Regions from separate parts of the Hordeum vulgare genome. Here all the other regions are linked to region 3. A link is a contact called in public Hi-C data. All regions are on one chromosome and are shown on one strand. The core of a region is the stretch at or near the end of the contact, and the rest is flanking DNA. Distances in the headings are between cores, read along the strand shown.

Region 1 (3,430 bases), core at 224-2,723, 960 kb before region 3:
CATCATAAATATTCTCGTTTTCGTCTAGAAGCTCTGTGGAATTTGGTACTGCACCACCCGCACATGTTATGTTAGCCAGTTGTGTGACTGCTGATTGTCCGGTAGCCATGACTTGTGTTACAAGGTTACTGCCATCAAGGACGACAACATTATGCTTTTTCTGGTCACGGGCCTGTCGCTGTCGCTTTAATATTTCCTCTCTATTCTGTGCATACCGCTCACGTTCAATGCGGTTCTTAATATCACTACGGTCTGAATAGACAAAGAATAGATCGTTAAATAACAATACGTATGGGCCTTATATCATTTAGTTGATGGTCATTACCTTGTGATATAGTCAGCTGTGCGTTTGCCGCACTGATCTCGGCAGCGGCAATCTTCTTCTGTTTATAGGCCTCACGTCGTCTCTTATTAATCTCATCCCTATTTTGTGCATACCGCTCTCTATCCCTCTGCCTTTTTACTTCTTTAGGGTATGTAATAAATGAGACAATTTAGCAGTCGAGCAACAAAGCAAAAATATACTGATTAGGTACTGATCATCACCCAACGATTGGGAGTTGCTTATATCCTGGAAGGGGGTGCGCGTCTTGTTGGGAGTGGTTGGTGTCATACGAACTCCGCCAACTCTGTTAATGTGAAAAATGTCATCATACCATTGTACAGGAAGGTATAGAGTTTCATGTTCAACTACATCCTACTATTTACCATCAAAGTTTTCTTGTTCTGCGTATGGAACCATTTGAATTCAGTTTTCATTAATTATTTAGAATAATGGATCATGATGTAGTTGTTATGATAATTTGCAGAAAGACAACCAGATCAATCAAAGCAATAGATGGATCAGAACGCAGAGAGAAGGCAACACCTTATACGGCGTATAGCTTGTCATCGCGGCCGTGGACGGTGCCTCGGCGGCTGCAGCTCTATTGGTGAAGACCTCGTCGTCGCGGCCGTTGGCGGATGCGTCAACGTTTGCAGCTCTGTTGGTGAAGAGCTCGTCGTAGCGGCCGTTGGTGGATGCGTCGACGACTGCGTCTGGACGGCGACGACGACGCACGAACTGCTAGACGTATGGACGGCAACGTTGAACGGGGCAGGTTGATATGATTTCCCTTATTTGTTGTTTGTTTCCGTATAAGGTGCTGGACATGAATTTAGCTATTTTGTTTAGCACTTTCCCTAATTTAGCACTTCCCCTAATTTGACGTGAACGTGAACGGGGGAGATTTTTTTGTTGCACGTCAACTGGCAGAGTTTTCGTCCGTGCAACTAATATGGTAGACGTACATTTAAGGTGGGCCTGGTACAATTTTGATGGTTAGATATAATTAGAAGATCTGATCGTAAGGTTATAATTCCTCTACGGGAAATTGTGTAGGTTTGATTGGGGTGACGCAGCGATGAATACGTTGGACTGTTTATTAGTGGTATAGATAACATGTCGAGTCACCGACCTGTGGGACCTAAAGTCCAGTAGCGCTAGCACAAACAAGTGTGAGCCACTAGCCCCACTACTACCCCCAATCGCCGTCGTCCCGCTCTCTCCGATCCTCCGCCGCCCGGCCGTAGTCTTCGTCCGGCCACATGTGGGAGCGCGGCAGGCCGCCCCGTAAGCAGCGACCGGCGCCTCTGATCTTGCCGGCGTCGGCGCTGGTGTCGCCCCCGCCCCCTCGATTCGTCTTCCCCAGATCCCTCTTCGCACTCGCCGCCCGCGCCATGCCGTCGCGCCGCCCCTCCCCTGTCATCCTCCTCCTCCTCGCGCTCGCGCTCGCGCTACTCTTCCTTCTCCTGTCCCCCTCTGGCCCCTCCGCCTCCCGCCTTTCCCACCCCTTCGTCTCCACCTCTCCTTCCTCTTCCGCCTCCTCCCCTCCCTCCCCCGTCAAGATCTACATGTACGACCTGCCGTCCAAGTTCACCTACGGCGTCGTCCGCAGCTACATGTCCGCGAGGGGCCCCTCGGGTTCGTCGGATGCGGCCGCGGTGCTGGCAGACGAGGAGCTGCGGTATCCGGGGCACCAGCACTCGGCGGAGTGGTGGCTCTTCAAGGACCTCCGTCAACGGGGACCACGTGATCGCCCCGTGGCCCGCGTGGATGACCCGGTCGAGGCCGACCTCTTCTACGTGCCCTTCTTCTCGTCCCTCAGCCTCGTCGTCAACCCCATCCGCCCCCCGGCGGCCGCCAATGCCTCCGAGGCGGCGGCCACGGTGGGGCCTTCGTATAGCGACGAGGCCATGCAGGACGAGCTGGTGGAGTGGCTGGAGCGGCAGTCGTACTGGCGGCGGTACCGGGGAAGGGACCACGTGTTCATCTGCCAGGATCCCAACGCGCTCTACCGGGTGGTGGACCGGATCAGCAATGCCGTACTCCTCGTCTCTGACTTCGGCCGCTTGCGTGGTGATCAGGCCTCTCTCGTCAAGGATGTCATCCTGCCTTACTCCCACCGCATCAACCCCTTCAAGGGCGATGTCAATGTTGACAGCAGGCCTGCATTGCTGTTTTTCATGGGCAACCGGTACCGAAAGGAGGTGAGCTCCGGAATCCGAAACAAATATTACACTTTTTTTCTAGAGATTGATGTGTCATAAACTCATAATGACACTTGATAAGCTATGATTAGATCTTTCAGAGCACTCAGTGTTAAATTCTTGTCGAAGAAGTTATAAAAATGGATTCAGGTGAAACGAAAGTTAGGATATGAATATATGATTACCTTGAATTTTGTTTGCTTAGATGACTGAGATTACTTCGTGTAAATAAGGAATGACTGTCCAGGCACCGATATCATAGGGTAATTCAACCAGGAGTCTAGGACACCATTTTGTATTCAAGGGGCAACACATACAGTCTCCTGAAGTGACTATTGATATTAGGCAATTAGTTACGCATTTAAAGGCATGTTGGCTACACAAATTGCTGAGAATTGATATATTATTAAGTAGTAGTCTTTTACTATTGCAAAGCACAATCTTTTCAAAATCACAAACTTGTATACTTCTTAATCTACCTACTTAATACTCCCTCTGTCAGAAAATACTTGTCAGAGAAATGGATGTATCTAGAAGTATTTTAATTCTAGATACATCCATTTTAATTCATTTCCGCGACAAGTAATTAGGGATGGATGGAGTATTTATTGCAGAGAAAAATGCTTCCACAGTTTTGCAAACCCTTCTTCTACCTTACCCCCTTCTCTTTCATTCATCATCTGTGTGTCTGCTGTCTAGTGTCTACATGCATCGAAATTTTAAGCTGCATTCAGTTTTGCTTGTTTCCAGTGGCAACTGTTACATCTAATGTCGGATACTTAACTTTGCATAATAAATAATTTGGTCAGGGAACAAGACTAAAGGTAACAAATGCACCATCTGAGCATAGGAAACAACAGTCGGTGGGGATAGGTAGCAGAAACCATTCTTGAGACCCCAC
Region 2 (3,255 bases), core at 144-2,643, 910 kb before region 3:
GTCCATAGGCCTACCCCTAAGGCACAACCCCATCACCGGATGAGCCTTCTAACGTGTGTCCAACCGACTAATCTTTTATGTATTGTTTCAATGAACTAGTCCGCTTCATGATTTCTACACCTTTTATTTGGTGTTAAAAACATTTTTATATTATGAAACGAAGGGAGTATTTGATTGTGAGTGAGCCTATCATGGTGGGAGTAACGTCGTGACCGACCGCGCAAAACTGTTGGCGCAAAGAAGTGAAGTGATCAGTCTAAGTGGATCGTGAATGGAAAACTAAGTACCCAACATCTCGGAGTGACGCTGTTTTTAAAAACTATATTGATGTTATTTTTATATAAAAATTAAAGTTCTTAAAATTACATAAACAATTTTATGAATTATTTTTAAAATTTATAAGAATTTATCGAGCGATCACGCAAGATCTATTGACGCAAAGAAATGAAGTGATAAGTCCGAGTGGATTGCGTTTGGAGGCGGGAGCCCCATAACACACACGCACACACAGATGAGAATCGTATCCGAGCCGCTCCATACACCCCGTTTGCGTCGGAATCCTCCTCCCGGGAGGACGTGTCTATCTATCAATCTATCTATATCGAGATACCAGTAATCTGAAATCATGGGAAAACAGCCCGTGTGCGCCCCTCGCCCTCCCTAATGATCGACCCATGCGTGCAGGCGGGGCAGTGGTTGGGCATTAAACAAGTGAGGACGAGGAGGAAGGTCGCCTCGCTCGCTCAAGTGGGATGGCAGCCGGCGAGCCGCTAGGTCCCCCCGTAACTGAAAACATTGGCTCCGCTGGGATCGGCGGACCTACGGACGGAGCACTCGAGTGGGTATAAATGGGCAGCCGGGCTCGTATCGTATCCTCCGCCATGATGGCGCGGAAAGATACTCGCAGCTCGCAGGCAGCCGCGCCGCGCCGCGCAGCAGGAAACGAACCCCGCGGCGCCCGTGCGCGCACGCCGGCCAGCCGTCTGGCTGGCTCGCCGCTTTCCACACGCTTCTTTTCATTAAATAAAGATTAAAGAATCTTGTAGCGGACTCGCGCGGCCTCTCCAATTGGATGGAATACTAATTCTTTTCGATTTGGATCACGTCGCTGTTGAGAAAGGTCACGGGTAACAACAAGCCGTAATTACACGGCTCAAGTGAACAAATCTTTGTGATTAGGGAGGGAGAGATGGTTGATTGATATATACTACTACTAGTACTAGTGCATCTGTGATCCGTTCAATGCCCGCTCTGACCATCGCCGCCACGGCACACCGGTCGGCCATGCTCGCCGCTTGCTTGTTTATTCCTCGCAGCTCGCGTCCGGTCAGTAAACAAAGTTCTACTCCTGGCCATATTACCTGCCGCGGCTTAGTTAATCAGGAAAGGTGGTGGTATGTTACGTAGAGTACTAGGAGTAAAAAAACAAGAGAGCAGCTAGAGCTAGCCCTCAAGGTCGTCGTGGGCGTGTCGGGAGCCATCAACCAGGGGCCTCTTCCTCCGTGACCCTGCCGCCCCGGAGGACGGAGGTGGCTGTCTGTTCTGCCTCTCGGCGTGCGTGTGCGTGTGCGTGTGCGTGCGTGTGTCACTGCCGCAGCGCAATAAATAAGCAGCCCTCCGTTCCCGACCTCGCTCGTCTGCCTCCTCTCGCCTCGTCCATGGGATGACGGGGCCGCCTTGACTTTTCGTGCCCATGTTGAGTTTGAGTGCCGCATCTGCAACTCCCGGCTCCTCCTGAGACAAGCAAGCAACAAGAAAGAATCCTTCCTCCTGCACCCGGCGCCGGCGACCTCTTGCGGCGTGTTTCTTGCTGGCTGGCTGGCTGGCATTGGTAGCGGGCGATGGGGAACTGCGCGGCGAGAGGGGACACGGCGGTCACGGCGGCCGGCGCGGGCGGCGAGGACGGGAAGAGGCGGCGGGGGAGGTGGAAGGCGCCGCGGGAGGACCAGCTGGGGACGGTCCCCGGGCGGATCTTCTCCAACGACGGCCGCAGCCGCACAGCCTCCGTCTTCACGCAGCAGGGCCGCAAGGGGATCAACCAGGACGCCATGCTCATCTGGGATGTAAGCTACTAACCAACAGCCCGAGAATCACTCCCCCTCCATCTCTCCCCTCCCTCCTTCCCATTTCGAGGCGATTAGATTGATCCGGCCGATGTGGTCCAATGGACATGGTGGCAGGGGTTCGGCGGGGAGGAGGACGGCGTGCTGTGCGGGGTGTTCGACGGCCACGGGCCGCACGGCCACCTGGTGGCGCGCAGGGTGCGGGACTCGCTGCCGCTCAGGCTCATGTCCGCCGCGCGCGCCTCGCCCAAGACCGGGCTGGACATGCCGGCCACCGCCTGGAGGAAGGCCTTCACGCGCGCCTACAAGGCCATGGACAAGGACCTGCGCTCCCACCCCTCGCTCGACAGCTTCTGCAGCGGCAGCACCGCCGTCACCGTCCTCAAGCTCGTACGTCCGGACATTCACATTCACATACTCTTCTGCGTCCCGTCCGAGCAGAAATGTTCTGTTTCTGACCCCCTCTTTGTCCGTGCGCGTCGCGGTTTCTGCACGCAGGGCTCGGACCTTTACATGGCCAACATCGGGGACTCGCGCGCCGTCCTAGGCTCCAGAGACGCCGCCGCCGGCGGCATGGCGGCCGTGCAGCTCACCGTTGACCTCAAGCCCGACGTCCCCAGTACGCCACTACACAAATTCAATTTAGCCCGTGCGTCATTTCGTGCTGGTACTTTCTGTGTTAATACCAGATCACTGGTCTGCGATGTCAGGCGAGGCGGAGCGGATCAAGAAGTGCAGGGGCAGGGTGTTTGCGCTGCAGGACGAGCCGGAGGTGCCGAGGGTGTGGCTGCCGTTCGACGACGCGCCGGGCCTGGCCATGGCGCGGGCGTTCGGGGACTTCTGCCTCAAGGACTACGGCGTCATCTCGGTGCCGGAGTTCTTCCACTGGCCTCTCACGGACAAGGACCAGTTCGTCATCCTTGCATCCGACGGGGTAATTACACACCTCTCGCATTTCTCTGTCCTACTGTATATACAAGACATGGTTGGTGGTCATTCCTATGCGCCCGTGCAACGGCATAGATATCTGAGTCCGTTCCAGCAAAATCTTGCCTCTTTCCTCTTGTCGGAGCTACTTAAATTAGTTGCAGTGTAATGTCAATCTGTCACCCTTTTGCGTTCGCGACGCACTGATTAGTCTCACATGGCGGGCCTTCAACATTCAAGGCGTATGGTAGAAGCTCCAAGAACC
Region 3 (3,643 bases), core at 45-2,544:
TTTATAGTCTTTTTTTATGTCAGTGGAGTGGAATTTTTTTATGTCAGTGTAAATCGTCATATAAAATACATTAATTTAGAGAAATTCCACTCCACTGAAATGTGTACCTATAATACATTCCTATAATACATTAATTTATAGTCTTTTTTATGTCTTTAAACCTGCTACTTGTAATTGCTCTAAATTAAGGGAAACGTTACTTTTCAACCGACGGATCCTGATTTCGCGTCCACCGTCTCCTTTGTTCGCCACGTGGCCGGGCGGACGAGCCGTGACCCGTTTCCTGTCCTGAAACAACTCCGTTGTTTCTGCAACTTGGAAGTAGTTGCAGAACGAGGGACCCAGGCATGGCGACGACGGCTTCCACGGGAAGAGCTCGCCGGCCGCCTCGCCGCCTAGAGCTCGCCGGCCGCCCCGCCGCCTAGAGCTCGCCGGCCGCCCCGCCGCCTAGAGCTCGCCGGCCGCCCCGCCCCGCCGCCAAGAGCTCGCCGACCGCCCCGTCGCCTAGAGCTCGCCGGCCGCCCCGCCGCCTAGAGCTCGCCGGCCGCCCCGCCGCCAAGAGTTTCCCTGCTCGCTAGGTAGTGGTTCTGCAACTTGAGCTTTGTTGCAAAATTTCCTGAAACATGACCTTTGTTGCAAAAAATTCTCCCGCAAAAACGAAGAAAAAAATCCTGCAACAAGCAAATTGTTTCTGAAACTCCACCGTTGTTTCAGGAATTAACAGATCCAAAGTTTATTTCTTGCAACAAAGCGAAAGTTTTCGCAACTCGAGCGTCGTTTCAGAACCATGCGGCGGGGATGCAGGGCGTTAGATCGCCATCCGACGGCTAGCTAGGTGACGGATAATTTTTAGAAATCATCCGACGGATGCGTAGCGTTTCCCCTAAATTAATGTATTTTTATGTCAGTGGAGGGGAATTTCAGTTCTTAAAGGTACACATTTTACTTTCTTAGTCCTAATAATTGTTTTAATTTTATATTAAATTTAGTACGTATTAAGTTGTATTAAGATCGAGACATGGACGGATGCGCGCCTCGACGTCTAGTACTTGCCGTTTTTAATTAAATTATAAACACATTAAGCACGGGTTTTGACCGGATCGAAGCTACGACTAATCCTGCTGCGGGTGGATGGCTTTATCGCTCGCCTCCAAAGTCCAGACGAAGTACTCCAGAATATTTCGACGAGGGAGCAAAGCGTCCGCATCCCAACCCAACCTGCCCTGACCCGGAACCCGACCCCACGGCGGCTTCTCATTTTCCATTTAAAAAGAGCGAGAACACATGGGGGAATTAGGACTAGAGAAGCCAACCCTGTCTTGCTCCTATTAATAAGGAGATATTATTGCAGGAGATGAGTCCACGAACCCGCGTCCTCTTCCCGTTCCATTTCCACAGCAGCCAGCTCCCTCCACTTGGTCCGGGGGCGGGCATCCATGGACTCTTCCTCCGAGGCGCCGCTGCTGCTCAGCAGGGGGAACAGTCACAAGGAGGTGCCCCATGAGGCGGGAGGCAAGCGGCAGCGGTGGTGGAGGGAGGCGGCGGAGGAGTCCGGCCGGCTGGCTGCGCTGGCTGCGCCGATGATCGCTGTGGCGCTGCTGCAGCTGATGATGCAGCTCATCTCCACCGTCATGGTGGGGCACCTCGGCGAGGTCGCGCTTGCGGGCGCCGCCATCGCCAACTCCCTCACCAACGTCTCCGGTTTCAGCGTCCTCGTGAGCTCCCTCCCACCAACCCCATCTTTACGCCTGCCCTTCCTTTCACATTTGTGCTTACTTTTTTCTTTTTTGCATAATGCGATTTTTGTGCGTGCTAGTCGTGACTCGTGAGTCGTCACGGTTGAATCGAATGCCTGAATGGGAGATGCATGCCTTCTCTCATCCGGGTACACTTGGTACCCAGGAGATGCTTGTACGAATGCTTACGCCAGGGTGGTTGATGAACGCAAGTCAAACATGAGTACCCGTGGCATGAAAAATTGAAAAGGCCCGTGAATTTGGATGCTAATTTTGAAAAGCCATCGTTTGTTTGTTTGTGCTTTAGGCTTCAATTTTGGACCTGCGTGGTTGGTTGCAATATATAGTGCAACTATGAACTATCAGTGTTCTGTTTTGTCTCTTCACATGACGATTATATCGGTACTTCTGACTTAATAAGGCTCATGTACCAGACTTACGAACAAGGAGGCTTCAGGTTCACCTTTCAAATTCAAATGATTCTCTTTCTAAACACGATTTATTTGTTTCTGTTGCTTATCATACGCTAAAGCCACACTGGAGTTCAGACTACTTCCATGTGTCCTATTCGCTTTGGTCGGATTTCAGTTTTCAGTGAGAATATCTAGTAGCACGACCGTCATAAGAGATAATAAGCTTACAAACACACAAACTTCAGCTCTAGTATCACAACTCTGATGGTGTATATCAACGCGGGTCGCCGATATCACTATAAAGTCAAAGGTTGTCAAGTGCAAATTGGATTATTCAGGGCGCCTCTTTTGAGGTTGATCTGAGTCATCTTGTTTCAATCGGGTGTGAGAGATTTGCCAGTCCATTCTCATATTTTAAGTCTGATTATAAGTCTTCCTGCTATAACAAATATAGATCTGAAATTAAGTTGTCGGACCCTTCCCTGGACCATGCGCAAGCGGGAGCTACATGCACCGGGCTACCCTTTCTTTAGGTGTTATTGTAAACCATGTAAACCCTTATATCTTGTAGTAAAATTTTCATACTCTTGTAATCAGCAATTGTTGCCCGCCTTGCACAAGCCATAATTGTTATTCCTGCCATTCTTTCAGCACTATCTCTTCAATTCATCCTAGTTTATCTTCCATTTATTCTGGAACAATATGTATATGATTTGTCAATTCATTACTGACGCAGTTTTCTTTTAGATAGGACTGGCATGCGGATTGGAAACTATTTGTGGGCAGGCCTATGGAGCAGAACAGTATCATAAGTTATCCTTATATACCTACAGGTCCATCATTGTACTTCTTATTGTGAGTGTGCCCATCGCCATTGTATGGGTTTTCATTCCGGAAGTACTTCCTCTCATAGGTCAGCAACCAGAAATTGCAAATGAGGCTGGGAAATATGCATTATGGCTTATCCCTGGTTTATTTGCCTTCAGTGTTGCTCAATGCTTTTCAAAGTTTCTGCAGTGTCAGAGCCTCATCTTTCCTATGGTTCTTAGCTCCATGATCACACTCGCTGTATTTATTCCTCTGTGTTGGTTCATGGTTTATAAAGTTGGTATGGGTAATGCTGGAGCTGCTTTATCCGTCAGCATCTGCGATTGGGTTGAAGTGATTGTCCTTGGTCTTTACATTAAGTTCTCGCCTTCTTGTGAGAAAACACGTGCTCCACTCACGTGGGAAGCTTTTAAAGGAATTGGCAGTTTCATGCGTTTGGCTGTACCGTCGGCTCTTATGATTTGGTAAGTGAATGTCATTTACCCTTTTCCATATGGATGTTGCTTTAGACTCTAGAACAAAAGATAATATGAGGCCTAGTTATTTTGTTTAGTGTTTCCCATATTTTGGCCACCCAAATATTATCCAATATATCAATACTCATGTATGTACTCTTCATTCTGTTTTATTTGTTCCTGTGGACATTGACATGGTCTCCAGTACACG

The links. A called contact is a pair of places that touch in the nucleus more often than the background predicts.
Region 1: a contact with region 3 is called in a Hi-C map of leaf, with 6 times the contacts expected there. The contact joins the promoter of LOC123425666 here to the promoter of LOC123425670 in region 3. A contact is called at or near these places in 2 of 6 Hi-C or Micro-C datasets (leaf and seedling).
Region 2: a contact with region 3 is called in a Hi-C map of seedling, with 2.4 times the contacts expected there. The contact joins the promoter of LOC123425667 here to the promoter of LOC123425670 in region 3. A contact is called at or near these places in 1 of 6 Hi-C or Micro-C datasets (seedling) and 1 of 1 datasets of contacts at active chromatin or transcription factors (embryo).

What each region holds. Positions count from the first base shown.
Region 1 is chr2H:161,450,383-161,453,812 of MorexV3_pseudomolecules_assembly, forward strand. LOC123425666 (probable arabinosyltransferase ARAD1) reads left to right here and starts at 1,474. Exons shown (of 3, transcript XM_045109367.1): 1 at 1,474-2,529. The coding sequence starts at 1,588.
Region 2 is chr2H:161,502,795-161,506,049 of MorexV3_pseudomolecules_assembly, forward strand. LOC123425667 (probable protein phosphatase 2C 64) reads left to right here and starts at 1,394. Exons shown (of 5, transcript XM_045109369.1): 1 at 1,394-2,063; 2 at 2,181-2,453; 3 at 2,562-2,682; 4 at 2,774-2,997. The coding sequence starts at 1,842.
Region 3 is chr2H:162,408,699-162,412,341 of MorexV3_pseudomolecules_assembly, forward strand. It overlaps LOC123425670 (protein DETOXIFICATION 12-like), which reads left to right and starts at 1,295. Exons shown (of 7, transcript XM_045109372.1): 1 at 1,295-1,715; 2 at 2,897-3,441. The coding sequence starts at 1,437.